2 separate regions of the Capra hircus genome follow, and region 1 is linked to region 2. The links are chromatin contacts, called in public Hi-C maps. All regions are on one chromosome and are shown on one strand. Each heading gives the region's core, a stretch centred on a gene start, on an enhancer-like site or on the middle of the called end of the contact. The rest is flanking DNA. Distances are from core to core; before and after follow the strand shown.

Region 1 (7,632 bases), core at 1,637-4,136, 80 kb after region 2:
CTCCTTGTAGCATTTGACACTGTTAACCACTTCTCTGTCCTTGAAATTGCTCCCTTGGCTTCCGACACCGTTCTCTGCCCCTCGCCTCACTGGCTGCTCCTTCCTGGGCTCTTCTTCGTCCACTTGTCCCTTAAATGTGGGAGCATTGCCCTTCTCCTGCTTCACCTGCACGTGTGCAGATCACACGTTTGACATCTTGCTGTGCTGGAAGCCCTTGAGTGGCTGTTCATCGCTCCGTGCCGTGGCTTTCAAGGCCCCGCGTGTTCCAGCCCCTGCCTGCCTCTTGTTCCCCTCTGCAGCTGTGCTTGGTCATCCTGACCTTCTCATTCCCTAGACTGCGAGAGCTTTCCTGCCTCAGGGTGTTTGCACTTGATGTTTGCTCTGCCAGAGATGGTTTTCTTGGTCTTCTCTAAAGCCACCTTTCTCCCCTAGTTATTCTTCATCACGACACCTTATTTTATTCCTTTGTAAAGACTTATCACAGCATGTTGTTCTGTTGTCTGTTTGTGGTCTGTCTTCCCCACATGAAATGTAAGATCCTTAAGGACAGAATCCTATCTGTCTTATTCATCACTCTCTGCTCATTGCTTATTATGGTGCCTGGCACATAGTAAACATTCAGTAAATAGCTTTGGAATAAGTGAGGATTCTCAAGCCACATCTGTCTCCCGAGCTTCAGGCCTCTGTCTCTAACAGTCTACTACTAGAAATCTCCACTTGGTGTCCCACAGAACCACCACGTTCAGCAAAACAGGATTTCTCTTCCCTCTGTGGTCCCCAAATTGGTTGAAAATACCACCATCCTACTCATTCTCTAGGCCAGAGATTTGGGATTCCTCATTGACCCCTTGCTTCCAGTCAGCCACCATGCCCTGTTGGTTTCAGCCTCTCTCCTCAGTCTCCTCTCCATCGTGATGCAAATGCTTCAGTCCAGGCCCTCACTGTCTCTCATAGAATTGTGGCACCAGCTTCCAAAATGGCCCTCCATCCTCAATCTTGCTCCCTCCCTCCAGTCTATGGCTCAGATTTGAGCATGTCCTTCTGCTTATAATGTCGAATTGGCTCAGGACTGCTCAGCTTCTTAGCTTAGTGTAAAGGCCATTCATGCCTTGGCCCTTCCCATCTCTCCAGCCATGGTCAGGGCCGTGGGTGTGCAGCAGGGCACACTTGGTGTGCAAACACACGCACGTAAATTTTTAGGCGTTGAGAGCTGCTGCTGTCCCGCACCCTTGCCGCCCGCTCTTTCCACTTGCTTTTCCTCATTGCTAGAACACCCTTCCCCTCATTCAGTTAAGTAGGAACTGATGGCTGGCTTCCACATAGAAAGGGCTCAACAAATGTCATGTATGAATACAGCCTTTTAAGATGTGTCCAAATGCTTGACCCTCTCCCGAGTCACTGAAAGTCCTCAATCCCAAAGACCAAGGACTTATACAGAGGACAGGAATCTCTGCATAGTAAAAGCTGGCCTGTTCACATGTCAGTTAGCCTAAGGGATATTTTAAAGTGCAGATTGGATTCCCCTACAACTCATATTTTTCCATCCATGTTAGCTTGACCAGAGGGGCAGATTACATGATACACTCCAGGGTGACTGGAAGATACTGGCCCTGCTGGGCTGTCAGGTCTTGCAGACCCACACCCCCGTCTTCCGTTAGGGTGTCTTCCTGTCACTGGATCATGAGGCAGAGACGTCCGAATCTGTCCTCTCTCAGGCTTCAGGACATAGAAATGTGGCCCTGCTGGAGCTTATCACATGCGACCTCCCCTTGTCTTCTGAAAACGAAGGGTTCTTCTCTGTCCATACAGCCTCCTGGACCTTCTGAGAAACAGCTGTTTTCCTGTTTAGCTAGAGCAAGTAGATGAGGTTTGCTGTGTTTTGTTGTAAATCAGGGCCCGCCAAGAGAGGCAGTTGCTTAGAGTTGGTGTTGGTGGGGCCCCGGTTGAAGTTAGCACTGTTGGGGGGAACGCCCCATCTGCCGCAGGTACCCACAGCCCCCAGCAGCGGTGCCACGAGTGGTGTCCGTCCCGGGGGCACTGAGGGAGGGAGAGGTGACCGGCCGTTCCTGAGTTCTGAGGTGCCAGCCCGGCCCAGTGCCTGTCCGGTCCCGTCTTCCTGCCCGACACATGCTGTGGAGGGTGGTTTGTAGAAACTGACTTGGAGCCTGTGTCTGGCAGGGACCGAGGAAGGAGAGCCAATCGCACATGTACGTGAACTGGTAGAGCTCTGAGCGCACGGCAGCGACTGTTGGTGTTCATGGCAGCAGTTCTTCACAGGAAAAAGAGTGGTTTGATATTTAAAATATTCTGATTAAGTGCTTCAGAAATATCTCACGCTCTTCGAATGTGCAGATGATGCGTGCGGCTGGCAGCGGCTAGTTTCTGAAGTGTGGTTGTGACTCACCAGACTGTGGTGTGCGGCTCCAGCCCATCGTGCTGATTGTCTGCTCTTCGTGTGTTCCCAGATCACCCATCTCACTCTGTCCTTGCTGTGTCAGCCTTGCTCGAGTCAGCCGTCAGCTCAGCTGTGCCTCCTTAGTCCCCCCTCCCAGCAGCCAGAGGGGGTTTCTAACATACAGATCTGATCTTGTCCCACCCCTGCCCAAAGCCCCCTCTTCCAGCTCTTTCTATCATGATACGGTATAGACTTTGTGTGTCTGACCCACCAGCCTGCAGACTGTGTGTCTTGGAGGCCAAGGACACCTGACCCAGAGCTGATGGCTCCACCATGTCCCAGCTCTGTGACCTTGGGCAGACTCCTCTCTGCCTCAGCGTCTGCATCTGAAAAATGGGCATGGTGAGAACAGACCCTTCCTCAGTTATCATGAGGACTAAGTGCGTTGCTTCGTATAGAGGGCTTGGAACAGTGCCTGGCTCAGGCGGTGCCCCGAGCGTGTTTCTCGTCACGGCATCTGCACCCCCAGGCGTGCGTACACTCTGATCTTCATGCTGCTGCCGGGCCTTCTGTCCTTCCCTCACAGACTCCTGCTGCTCTCGGACACTTCTTCCTCCAGGGAGCCCTGTGGTTGGTCACATCATTTGCAAATATTTTTTCCCACTTTGTAGGTTGTCTTTTCATTTTGTTTCTGATTTCCTTTGCCGTGCGAAATCTTGTAAGTTGGATTAGGTTCCATTTGTTTATTTTTGCTTTTATTTCTGTTCCCTTTGGAGACTGACCTAAGAAAACATTGGTATGATTTATGTCAGAGAAGGTTTCGCCTATGTTCTGTATTAGGAGTTATTTGGTATTAGGTCGTATATCTAAGTCTTTAAGCCATTTTGAGTGTATTTTTGTGTATGGTGTGAGCAGATGTTCTGGCTGGATTTACATGCAGCTAACTGACCTCTTACTTTCATCAGGGAACACTTCTGGTTTTTATTCCCTCTTCCTTTCTCAGTCCTGAGGCTGAAAAGGGTGAGGGGGAAAGACCAAGCAGCGAAATATTTCTTTCTTTTCTTTTCTTTCTTTTTTTTTTTTCATTTTAGAGAAACATTTCTTAATAAAGCAGGGCGGCTGTACAGGTGGCGGGTGGCGAGCATGGGTTTCTGTGACAATGCTCCCCAGCTTCTGTATATTTGTATTGGTCTGTCTTCACCCTCCATGCCTTTATTGAGCGAAAACGCCGGCTCTTACCCGCCCTCTGGTGGACAGTCTGTGGAACAGGCAGGCAGCAAGCGGGGCACCGTGGAGGAGGAGGCCACACCAGGTTTCTTTAGCACTGCTGCTGCCGCTAAGTCGCTTCAGTCGTGTCCGACTCTGTGCGACCCCATAGACGGCAGCCCACCCGGCTCCCCCGTCCCTGGGATTCTCCAGGCAGGAACACTGGAGTGGGCTGCCATTTCCTTCTCCATCTAGTACACATGTTTACTTGTCTGTGCCTCTGACTTTCCATTCCTGCACAATTTATCTGCGTCTGTAAACTGACAGATTGACTAGCCACCAGAGCTTGATTCTGGCCTTAAATATTTTAAGTTAAACATATGTGAAAACTCAGTTTACAGTGAGGTTGTTTGGGTTTGTTTTGTTTTATATTTGGAAACACTGACTTTTAGTTGCAGCATGCAGGATCTAGTTCCCTGACCAGAGATCGAACCCAGGCCCCCATTAGAGATGTGGAATCTTAACCCCTGGACCACCAGAGAAGTCCTTGCAGTGAATTTTTAGTGCTGTGAATGACATGCTTTTTCGATGAGTTCAGGAACAGTGATGGTGTCTCAGATATTGGATAATAAGAGAAAAAAACAGGTTAAAATCAGTTAGTGTGTAGTCATCTCTGTTTTGAAATTCAGTAAATGCAGTTTTGAACAGTTACTTTCAGCACTGTTTATGATAGCCAGGACATGGAAGCAACCTCAGGCTCCATCGACAGAGAAATGAGTAAAGAAGACACGGCACGTGTATACAGTGGAATACTGCTCAGCCACAGAAAGAAACGGGATCGGGTCATTGGAGAGGTGTCGATGGACCTAGAATCTGCTATACAGAACAGAGTTTAAGTCAGAAAGAGAAAAACAAATATCGTATGTTAACGATATATGTGTTTTCTATGTATAGCCAGTGTGTATGAAGAATCTAGAAAAATGGTGCAGATGCCTAGTTCCAAGGCAGGAGCAGAGACACAGACAGAGAGTGGACTCGTGGGCGCAGCAGCGGGTGGCGGGGGAGGAGAGGGTGGGGTGAATTGGGAGATGGGGTTTGATGTGAATACAGTGCCATGTATCAAACAGGCAGCTGGTGGGAACTTGCAGTGTAATCCAGGGAGCTGAGCTTGGTGGTCTGTGAGGACCTAGAGTGGTGGGGTGCGGCGGGGGTGGGAGGGGCGTCTAAGGGAGCAGGTGCATGTGTAAACACAGCTGATTCACTTCTTACACAGCAGAAAGTGACAACATTGTAAAGCAGTTATACTCCAATAAGAAAATACTTTCATTGATGAAAAATGCGGCCGATTTTGTGGGACCACAGTGTGGTGCACATGCAGTCGCAGTCAAGATGCTTTACTAAGCCCCTGCCTTTTTCAGACTTCCCTGCCCTGGGGAACAGTCACTGGCTGCGTTCTGCACTTTTCAGGGGGTGGTGAGGACTGTTGCTTTGAAAATAGTGATAACAATTGAAGCTAACATGGAGCATTTCCCTGTACACTGTACTAAGTGTTTACATATTTAACCTCATTTAACCAGTAATCTTGTGACTTATGGATAGTTATTATTTCTGTTTGATGGAGATAGAGAGTGATGCTTATAAAGGTAAAGAAGTCGTCCAGGGTCACTCAGCTGATTAGTGGTAGAGGTAGGATGTGAACCCAGGCAAAAGGACAGGCAGTCCTTAGAGCTGGCACACTCACCTGGCATAGACAGCTGGAGGGCCCCTTGTGTACTCTTGGGAGGCCAAGGCCAGAAGACCATTCCAGCACAGGGCACAGGAGGGCTTGGTAGAGAGGCTGATGGAGATGCTCTGTGGAGAGGGCGCCTCTGATCAAGCAGCCCAAGCCTTGGTACCCTAGGGTCCAGGGTAGGGGAGGTGGCTGGGAATGGACCACGTCTGAGGCCGCGCAGCCTGGGCCTCAGCTTAGTCGCACTCACCTGGTCTGCAGCTTGTCTTGAGTGCTGCTGTGTATTTAACACTGTTCTGGCTACCCTGGACATCCCAGCGCCATTGTGGATGGCATCCCTATCCACAGAGATACTAGAATTTACATGAGAAGATAAAAGTTGACACTTGGCGGGAGTGGCCGTGAATGTTTTCTAAAATGCATCATTTTTCCTATTTCTCTGTGAGTGTGTTTCTTCAGGAAATTTACAAGAGCATTCCCAGTATTCCCAAGTCTGCACTGGCTCTCAAGAAAGGAATCCCTGGGGGCTGAGGGGAGAAGGCAGTGCATGAAGAAGGTGGTCTGAAGATACAGGCTTCCAGTTATAAGATAAATCAGTACTAGGGACGCCACACAACTTGATGGCTACAGTTATCACTGCTATATGGTATATGTGAAAGCTGTTTAAAAAGCAGATTCTACAAGTTCTCATAACAAGGAAAATCCAGTGTTCTTTTTTGTCTCTCTGTGTGTGCTTAGTCACTCAGTCATGTCTGACTCTTTGTGACCTCATGGACTGTAGCCCACCAGGCTCCTCTGTCTATGGGGATGCTCCAGGCAAGCATACTGGAGTGGCTTGCCATACCGTCCTCCGTGGAATCTTCCCAACCCAGGGATTGAACCCAGGTCTCCCGCATTGCAGGCGGATTCTTTATCATCTGATCCACCAGGGAAGTCCTTTTTGTTTCGGAGATGGTGTATGTTTACTTACCGTGGTAATCATTTACCAGTATATATAAGTCATTATGCTGTGCACTTAAACTTACAGAGTGCGATATGTCAATTATATCTCAGTGAAACTGAAAGAAAAGAAACCATGTTCCTCCCCGCTTCCAGCCTGACTGTCCTCCCTCCACATCCTCGGAGCATGTTTTCTGTATTGTGTGTTTGTATCAGTGTGCGTGTTTCTGGGTCCGTCACTTTCACTGATCTCACAGACCAGGAAGGGGACGCCAGAAGAGTTGACCAGCGGCACTGGTGAGCAGAATTATCCTACCCCTGCCCTGGGCCCTGTCTGCTGCCAGCCTGGGCTGAGAGCAGATGCACCCAGCTCAGATGCGCCAGGCGAGTGGGCTGGGAGGAGGAACAGGATCTCCCGTTTCTGAGCCAGACCCATTTCAAGCCACAATTACCCGGTCTCCGTTCCAGCCGCGCTTTGTCAGGCGTCGTGTGTCCCTCCACATTCCTCCATGTAGCCGCAGACTGCGTGGCTCGTGGGGCCAGCGGCCAAACAACAGGATGTCTGGGGCTCTGCTGAGGGTGAAAGGACGTCTGTCATCTTTGTATTTGGTACCTTGGTTTTGCCCCCAAGGTGCGCGGATACCAAATGTGTACCCTCAAGAGGATGGGAGACAGTCGCCCGTAGCCAGAGGTGTGCTGGTAGATGCGTACAGCCAGCTCTCCAGAAATAAAGCCCTGGCCTGCGGGGTCTGCCCGCTTCCTAGGTGTAAATAAGCCTAGCAGCATAGCGTCTCTACATGCAGCAGAGGGGGGACAGGCAGCAGTGCTTCCACGGATGGGAGGCCGTGGATGGAGTCGGCCTCCGGAGCAGAGGGAGATGTGTAGAATGACTTGGACAGTGTGTGTTTTGAGCAGTTAGCACCTCTGTGGGTTTTCTTGAAAAATGCTTATGTATGTATTTGGCTGTGCTGGATCTTAGTTGCAGCGTGCAGGGTCTAGTTGTGTGACCAGGGACTAAACCCGGACCTCCTGCGCTGGGAGCGCAGAGTTTTAGCCACTGCACGGCCAGGAAAGCCCCAGTACCTTTGTTTTTAGTATAATCCGTTGTGATCTTGCATAATTTAATTTTCAGTAATTACTGTGTTTAACAACTGCCTCACAGATCTCCTGGCAATATAGCGGTTGCCTCCTGCAGCCACTGGGAGCTGGCTCCGGCACACCGCTGCGCCACTCTCTGCGTCTGCCTCAGAGGGCTCTGTTCTGGTGGCAGGAATGGGCCAGGAGGCCCAGAGCCGTGAGAAAGGGAGGACCCAGCAGCGACGCCCTGGCTGCGGCGGGGCCTGCGCACTGGGCTCCAGATACC
Region 2 (6,964 bases), core at 180-2,679:
CGGCAAACACTAAGGAGCCCCTTGCCTCCCGTTTCCCATCTGCACCACTTCTCTCCTCCCTGAATCAATACACTAGTTGTTTCTATCCCTGGCTGCCGTGGTGTCTTTGTTGGTGGGTGTCCTTGTGTGTTTTCTGAGGGTCCCATACACATGTCACTCGGTCACCTGCATCCTCACGCCGCCCAGCCTCCCCCTTGCTCTAGGGAGACAAAGACCGCAGAGCTTCAGGTGCACAGCTGGGCACCCAGCAGTGGCTGCTGGGGAGACGTTCTGACATGAGCATTGCCCACCCAGTGCAGGGCTGTCTCCGTGAGTCCCACAGAGAGGCAGAGCCTGAGGGCAGGCATTTCCTTCCTGACTTCCTTCAACCAGCCAGCACTTAGCAAGAACCTTCTTTGTGCTAGACCCTGAGCTCAGCATGAATACCAAGACACAGGATGATACAGACCCAGTCTGAGGACGGGTGACGTCTCAGGACCCGGGGCAAGGGCAGATGGGGAGGAGGGAGTCAGCAGGAAAGGGGCAGGACTGACTTTGCAAGCACGCAGTTAATGTCCGTCTGCGCCAGACTGTGCTCACCTCGGAGACAGGGAAATGGACAAGACCGTGTACTCAGTGTTCTCAGGGATCTTACACTCCAGTGGACTGCTGGGGACAAAGGTATAGGTCAGGTGGAGTCGGAGCCTCAGGGGGAGGCCTCTAATGTAGGGGAATGGGGAAACCAGACTGAGGGAAAGGACCTCAAGCAGGGAAAATGAGCTACAGGGACCAACCCTTCTCTGGCCCTTTATAGGTTCCAAAGCATCTCTGTGCTATTTCATTTGACCCTCTGCTGTCTTGACAGGTGGTTATTGTCCCCTTTGTCCCTGGAAATGGGGGCTCAGAGTTAACAAGACCACACAGTTACTAGATGGCAGAGAGAACCCAGGGTCCTGGCTGCAGACCCCTGCTTCTGTGACATTATGCTCCCCTTCTGGGAAAACAAAACAAAACAAAACAGTGATGGTAAAATATAAGTTTGCGTTCCCTGTGGCAGATGAGTTGAGCCTGCAGTCAAAAGTTGTGAGAAAAAGAGCATGCCTGGGGCTGTGGGAAAAAGAATTGGAGAAAGCAAAATGAATGAGATCAGAAAAACCTCTGAAGTCCTGCTGGAAAGTCCTGGTTCCCTAGGGGCTCAAGCCAGGGAAAAGGATGCGGAGAGGATAGGGCATGGACTTGAGGAAGTGGTCCTTTTCTGGGGAGGGTGGTTCTGAAGAAGGAAATCCTTTCTCAGTCCCAGGCAAGGACTCAGGGGTCCCAGGGAATATGGGACTTGGGCGTCAATGGAGTTCCCGTCTTTTCTAAATGGGACCGTCCATATGGACTTCCCAGACTTGACACCTGGGGGCGCCAGAGCCGCGCTCACGGCGTGGGTTCCCGGGCAGCTTGAACACTGCGGGGCTCCGCGCTGGAAGCACTGAGGGCCGGGCTAGCAGGCAGCGTCCCTGCTCTTGAGCGAGGCAGAGGGCAAGGCAGGTCCACGAAACCCGGGGCAAGCTGACCGCGCAGGAGAGTTGGTAGCTCCAGCTCCGCCCAGCGGGTGCGTCACACACGTGGTTACCTCATGTGACTCTCAGCGGACCGCACGTGACTATTAACGATTTGGTCATTCTTCTTAACGTATAACATATACTCTGTAGTAAAACGGAAAAAACACAAGTAATTACGAAAAGAAGAAAAAACGAACCCATCCCTTTTCAGTCACCCAGAGGGAACCTCCTGATGGATCTTCCTTCAGATTTTTTTTTCCCCCTGAACATACACTTTACATAGTTAAGACCTCACCGTGGTTTAAACTTTAATTCTGCTTTACTCAGTTGACGTGCATCAGCATTTTCCAATGTTATTTCAAAGTTTATAAGCATTATTTTCATTTTCTAAGTTAAATTATAAATTATTTTAATTAACTTATTTAGCTGTGCCAGGTCTTAGTTGCAGCGTGTGGGATCTAGTTCCCCGACCAGGGATTGAACCCGGGCCCCCTGTCACTGAGCACAGAGTCTTAGCCACTAGACCACCAGGGAATTCCCCCATATGGGTTATTTTTAAATAGCATCCACTCTTTTCCTATCGTGTAAGTAATACTTGGGGCTTCCCTAGTGGCTCAGATGGTAAAGAAGCTACCTGCAATACGGGAGACCTGGGTTCGATTCTTGGGTGGGAAGATCTCCTGGAGAAGGGAATTGCCACCCACTCCAGTATTCTTGCCTGGAGAATTCCATGGACAGAGGAGCCTAGCGGTACAGTCCATGGGGTCACAAAGAGTTGGACACGACTGAGCAACTTTCATTAACAGACACTAACTAAAGTAATACTTGATCATTATAGAGAAGGTAGAACAAGAAAAAAAACAATAACCATCTATACTTCCACTACTCAGAGATAACCTCTGTGAATACCATGGAGGGAGGCCTTCAAGCATTTTTTTTTTCAACTTATATACATATATTTACAGTTTTCTCCTGGTTCTTATAAATAATGTGTCCTGGAACAGGGTATCTTTGCACACATCTCTGGGCATGTCAATGAAATAAATTCCAAGAAGGGAACTAGCTGAATCAAAGGTATACATGTTATAAAGGCTATTGATAATATTGCTAAGTGTTACCCAGAGAAACTGGGTCCTTACCATTCTCACCTGCAGCAGAGCCCACTTTGCCCCCAAACTCTTCCCAACACCAGGATTTTTGTCAGTTTTAATCTTTGCCATCCTGTTAGGAAAACAGTTGCAGTTCATTAGTGTTTCAGACTGCATTTCTTTGAAGAGAAGTCGAAAATTTTTCTCCATCCACATACATTGGTTATTTACTTTTCTTCTGGTGTGAATAACTCATTTCTATCCCTTTTGCTCATCTTTCTATTGGCAGGCTCTTTCTCATATCAGTTCTTAAGATCAGGGAGGAAGATTTTTCTCTCAGTTTTATCTCTCCACAGCTATCAAGTCATGTGTTTTGCAGATATTTTGCAGCCATTTTTAGTGGCTGAATGAATGGACACTTCATTTAACCACCCCCTCCCCCGGACATTTAGATTAATTCTCAATTTTATGATTGTAAATGATGAAGCAGTGAATCACTTTTCTGTAAATATTTCAGGGAGTTTCTTAGCACAGAATCTTACTTTAAATTCATGACCACACACCCCTGGGACTTCCTCCCCTGCTATTGCTGTTTTGAACTCAGTCATCCTTTTCTCCAGATGACCATTTCACACCTCTCCTCTCTCTTCAAACTTCCTCTCCTAACTCTCAGCTGCTGACCTGCTTCCTCCTTCATTTCAAAACGACTGCTTTGGCAAGGTCCTTGTGACCTGCGTGCTGCTAACCCAGCGGCCACTTCTCAGCCTTCAGCTTCTTTGACCCTGCTTGTCACTGCTCAACCAGTATTGCTGAATCATCCTCTTCTCCCTGACCCCTGACAGAGAGAGTGACCTAGCATTCAATCCTCTCTCCTCTGTCTGCGCTTAGGCCCTGAGAATCTTCCTCCAGGTTCACAACTTTAAACGCCCTCCATAAATCCTTAGCTTATTCCTGTGCCCTGACCCAGGACCTGAATACTCACTTGAAGTCAAATGGCATCTGAAAATTAGTATGCCCCGAACTGATATGCTGGTTTCTACCCCTCTGTTCCATTCATAATGGACTCTTACCTGCTCTGCCTATAATTTCCTCCACTTCAGCCAATGACCACCCTTCTTTCCAGGTGCTCAGGTCAAAAACCCTGGAGCTTGTCCTTAACTCCTCTTGTCCTCTCATACCTCAAGTTCAGTCCATTAGTGAATGTTGCCAACTCCATCTTTAAGATATATCTGGAATCCAGTTCATTCTCACCACTACCACCACCACCACCATCTCCTGTCTGGGTTATGGGGTCAGTTTCCTAACCGGTCTCCTGCCTGTGCTCCGTACACTTTATTCTGCACACAGTAGCAGAGTGGTCCTTTAATAGTTGGGTCACTCCTCTGCTCAAAACCCTCCAGAGCCTTTCCAAAGCACTCAGTGTAGAAGCCAAAGTTCTCAAAATGGCATGCAAAGCCAGGCGTGACAACTCCTGCAGCCCGTCTCTCCCTGCTTTCCCTCATGGTTACTACACTCAACTTCAGTGACTACCCAGACACTCCCTAGAACACACCAAGCGCACGCCTGCCTCAGGATATTTGCACAAGCGGTTCCCTCTGCCTGGACCACTTTCCCAATCAAATATCTGCTTGCTTGTTCCCTCACTTTCTTCAGGTCTCTATTCAAATATCACCTCCCCACCCCCCCCCACCCAGTAAAACTTCCCTTGACCAAATTTAATGAATAGCATCCTCCTGCTCATGGATACCCCCGGTGGCTCAGTGAGAAGGCGTCTGCTTGCAGCTCAGGAGATTCAGGAGACGTGGGTTCAATCCCTGGGATGGGAAGATCCCCTGGAAGAGGAAATGGTAACTCACTCCAGTGTTCTTGCCAGGAAAATCCCTTGGACAAGGGAGGCTGGCGGGGCCCATGGGGTCACAAAGACTTGGACACGACTAAGCAACTGAGCACGCACACACCCCTTCTCATTCTCAGCCTGACAATTTCCGAGCCACCCTCCCTGGTTTATTTCTCCTCTAGTGCATTTAACATCACTGCACATATTTCAGGCTTTCTTGCTGGCTCATCCTGCCTACAGTGCAGGAGACCTGGGTTCGATCCCTGGGATGGGAAGATCCCTTGGAGAAGGAAATGGCAACCCACTCCAGTACACTTGCCTGGAAAATCCCATGGACGGAGAAGCCTGGTAGGCTACAGTCCATGGGGTCGCAAAGAGTCGGACACGACTGAGCAGCTTCACTTTCACTGCACGTATTTCTTGTGTGTATCTGTTCATCATCTGTCTTCCATACCGGAATACATACATCTGAGGGCAGGTGTTTTTATCTTTCTGAATCTCCAGTACCTAGTGAAGTGTCTGACAACATAGTAGGTGCTTTATAAGTATTTGTAAATTCATAGACTCAGAAATAGACTCAGTGTGAGCACTTTTGGAGAACCTGAGACCTCCAGCCAAATTGCTTCCAAAGCGATAGAACCAATTTGCACATTCACCACTAGGGGGCAGGCTATTAGTAGCCCCGTATTAAGCGAGGCAGCAGAGACCCAGAGGAACGAGAGGTTTACCTGAAGTCACCCAGTTCACTGCTGGAGGAGCCTAGGACTCCTGATTCCCAGAAGACAGTGCGGCAACTCAGAATACTGTGGGAGGACCCAGGAGGACTTTGCAGAGGAAGGGATCCTTTGGGAGAAGGGCATGGCAAGGTGGGAAGTTTTCTACCAGGTAGAAATGAGAAGAAACACCATCCCAGGTACGGGATGCAATTTAAACCAAAACTTGAAAAAGACTAAAAGTGAATTTTTTCTCATTTTAAAAAATATTTTTTATTTTTTTTCTCATTTAAAAAAAGAAGAAAAACAAAAGAATAAGAAAAAAGGATACAGAAAACATAATAAACCGATACTTGAGGAAAGGCAGAGTCCAGGTGGGCTGGGCCGAGCCTTCCCAGGCTGAAGGGATGAGAGGAGGCCTGGAACACCATCAGGGAGCCTGAGATCAATCCCCAGGACCCTGGGGAGCCAGGGGGTATTTTTGAGCAGAGCAGTGATATGAGCGCTGAGGTTTTCTGCTGGCTCACTGATGTCTTTCAGTTCCCACTTCTTTCCCCCTCTCCTGATATGTGTGTGTCTCTCAGCTGCCCCCTGCCCCTCCAGGCCCAGAAGTAACTGGCTAAGCCATTTTCCTTTTCCATGTCACCACCCTGACAGCCTATCAGGGAGCAGGAGAGGGAGGGGCTGAGACAGGACCCTTTGTCTCTCAGTCTCTCCAATGCCTCGGTGCCCCCTGCCCAGCCAGGGGGGGTGGAGGAAGCAAGACTTAGAAGGCAGCTGAGAGGGGAGGGTGCCTCTTGCTCCCCACCCACCCCGGCCAACCTGGATGGACTCTGAGGTGCTGGCCTCCCCGCCCCCTCTGGGCCAGGCCTCGGGGCCCTTACAATCCTTGGGCTGAGTCTCCCTGCTTAGTACCGGTCAGTGCCAGCTGGCAGCTCCCACCGGAGACTGGGGTGGCATGAATATGGGGAAGGGGGGAGGAAGTGGGCAAGGACCCAAGGGAAAATAGGGGCCAGGATTTGAGGAAGTGGTAGTCATAAGCTGGGTGGCCAAAATGAGGGTCACAAGGGATGAGGAAAAGGCTAGACTGAGGAGTCTGGGGGTTTCTGGAGGAAGAGGGGATGTGTCAGGCCCCCTACTTTGGTCCTCCTGTCCCTGGCAGACCTAATCCTCTCCCCACCACCCAGTTTCCTCTACACCTACCCCCTTAAGCTGCCCCTAGCTAATTCTCCTTGGTCCCTTTAAGAGCTGCCTGGGAACTGGGACATCGGAGGGGGCTGGCAGGGTCCCCACCCCCTCCCCCTCCCTGCCTGCCTCTGCTCCTCCCCCTGCCCGGTACAGACTCTGCTGGAAGTCTTGGACGCCTGGGTTAGGGTCTCCACTGCTGGGCTGGGGGTAAGGCTTGAAGGTGGTGGGGAAGGAGGACCTCGGCCCCTGGGGTGCGATGGGGGGGTGTGGGATGTCAGTTTCCTAGCCCTGTGGACATGGAATATCGGTGTGCCAACTTCAATGGATAACTTAAGGGGCCCTCTGGGTGGTCCTCCGGCCTCAAAGCGGGGGAAGGGTAACCCCAGGGATCTTGAGGGACAGAGCCTAGGGGGACAGGATGTCTGCGTTTCCTCACCCTTCACTCCTCATCTCATTTTCCTGGGACTGTCATTTGCTAACCTCTGTCCAATCACTTCCTGCCCCTCCTTCAATTAAGGACATAGGGCCCTGACACCCTGTCTTCCCACAGATGGGGAAACTGAGACTAAGCAAACCAGAGTCAGTGGGATCGTGTGCCCCGGCTGGAGA

The links. Hi-C and Micro-C count contacts between places; a contact is called where the count stands out from the background.
Region 1: a Hi-C map of blood shows a contact between it and region 2, with 2.9 times the contacts expected there. The contact joins two enhancer-like sites. A contact is called at or near these places in 2 of 5 Hi-C or Micro-C datasets (both in blood).

The regions. Positions count from the first base shown.
Region 1 is chr3:105,557,100-105,564,731 of ARS1.2, forward strand. All of the region lies in intron 1 of PMF1 (polyamine-modulated factor 1), which reads left to right. Among named protein-coding and RNA genes, the nearest start is that of BGLAP, 10 kb to the right of the region's middle. Within about 2 kb of position 2,887, at least 1 of the 5 cell types and tissues checked has an H3K27ac peak or open chromatin away from gene starts, as enhancers often do.
Region 2 is chr3:105,478,497-105,485,460 of ARS1.2, forward strand. LMNA (lamin) reads left to right here. Exons shown (of 13, transcript XM_018046279.1): 13 at 1-85. Among named protein-coding and RNA genes, the nearest start is that of SEMA4A, 6.1 kb to the right of the region's middle. Within about 2 kb of position 1,430, at least 4 of the 5 cell types and tissues checked have an H3K27ac peak or open chromatin away from gene starts, as enhancers often do.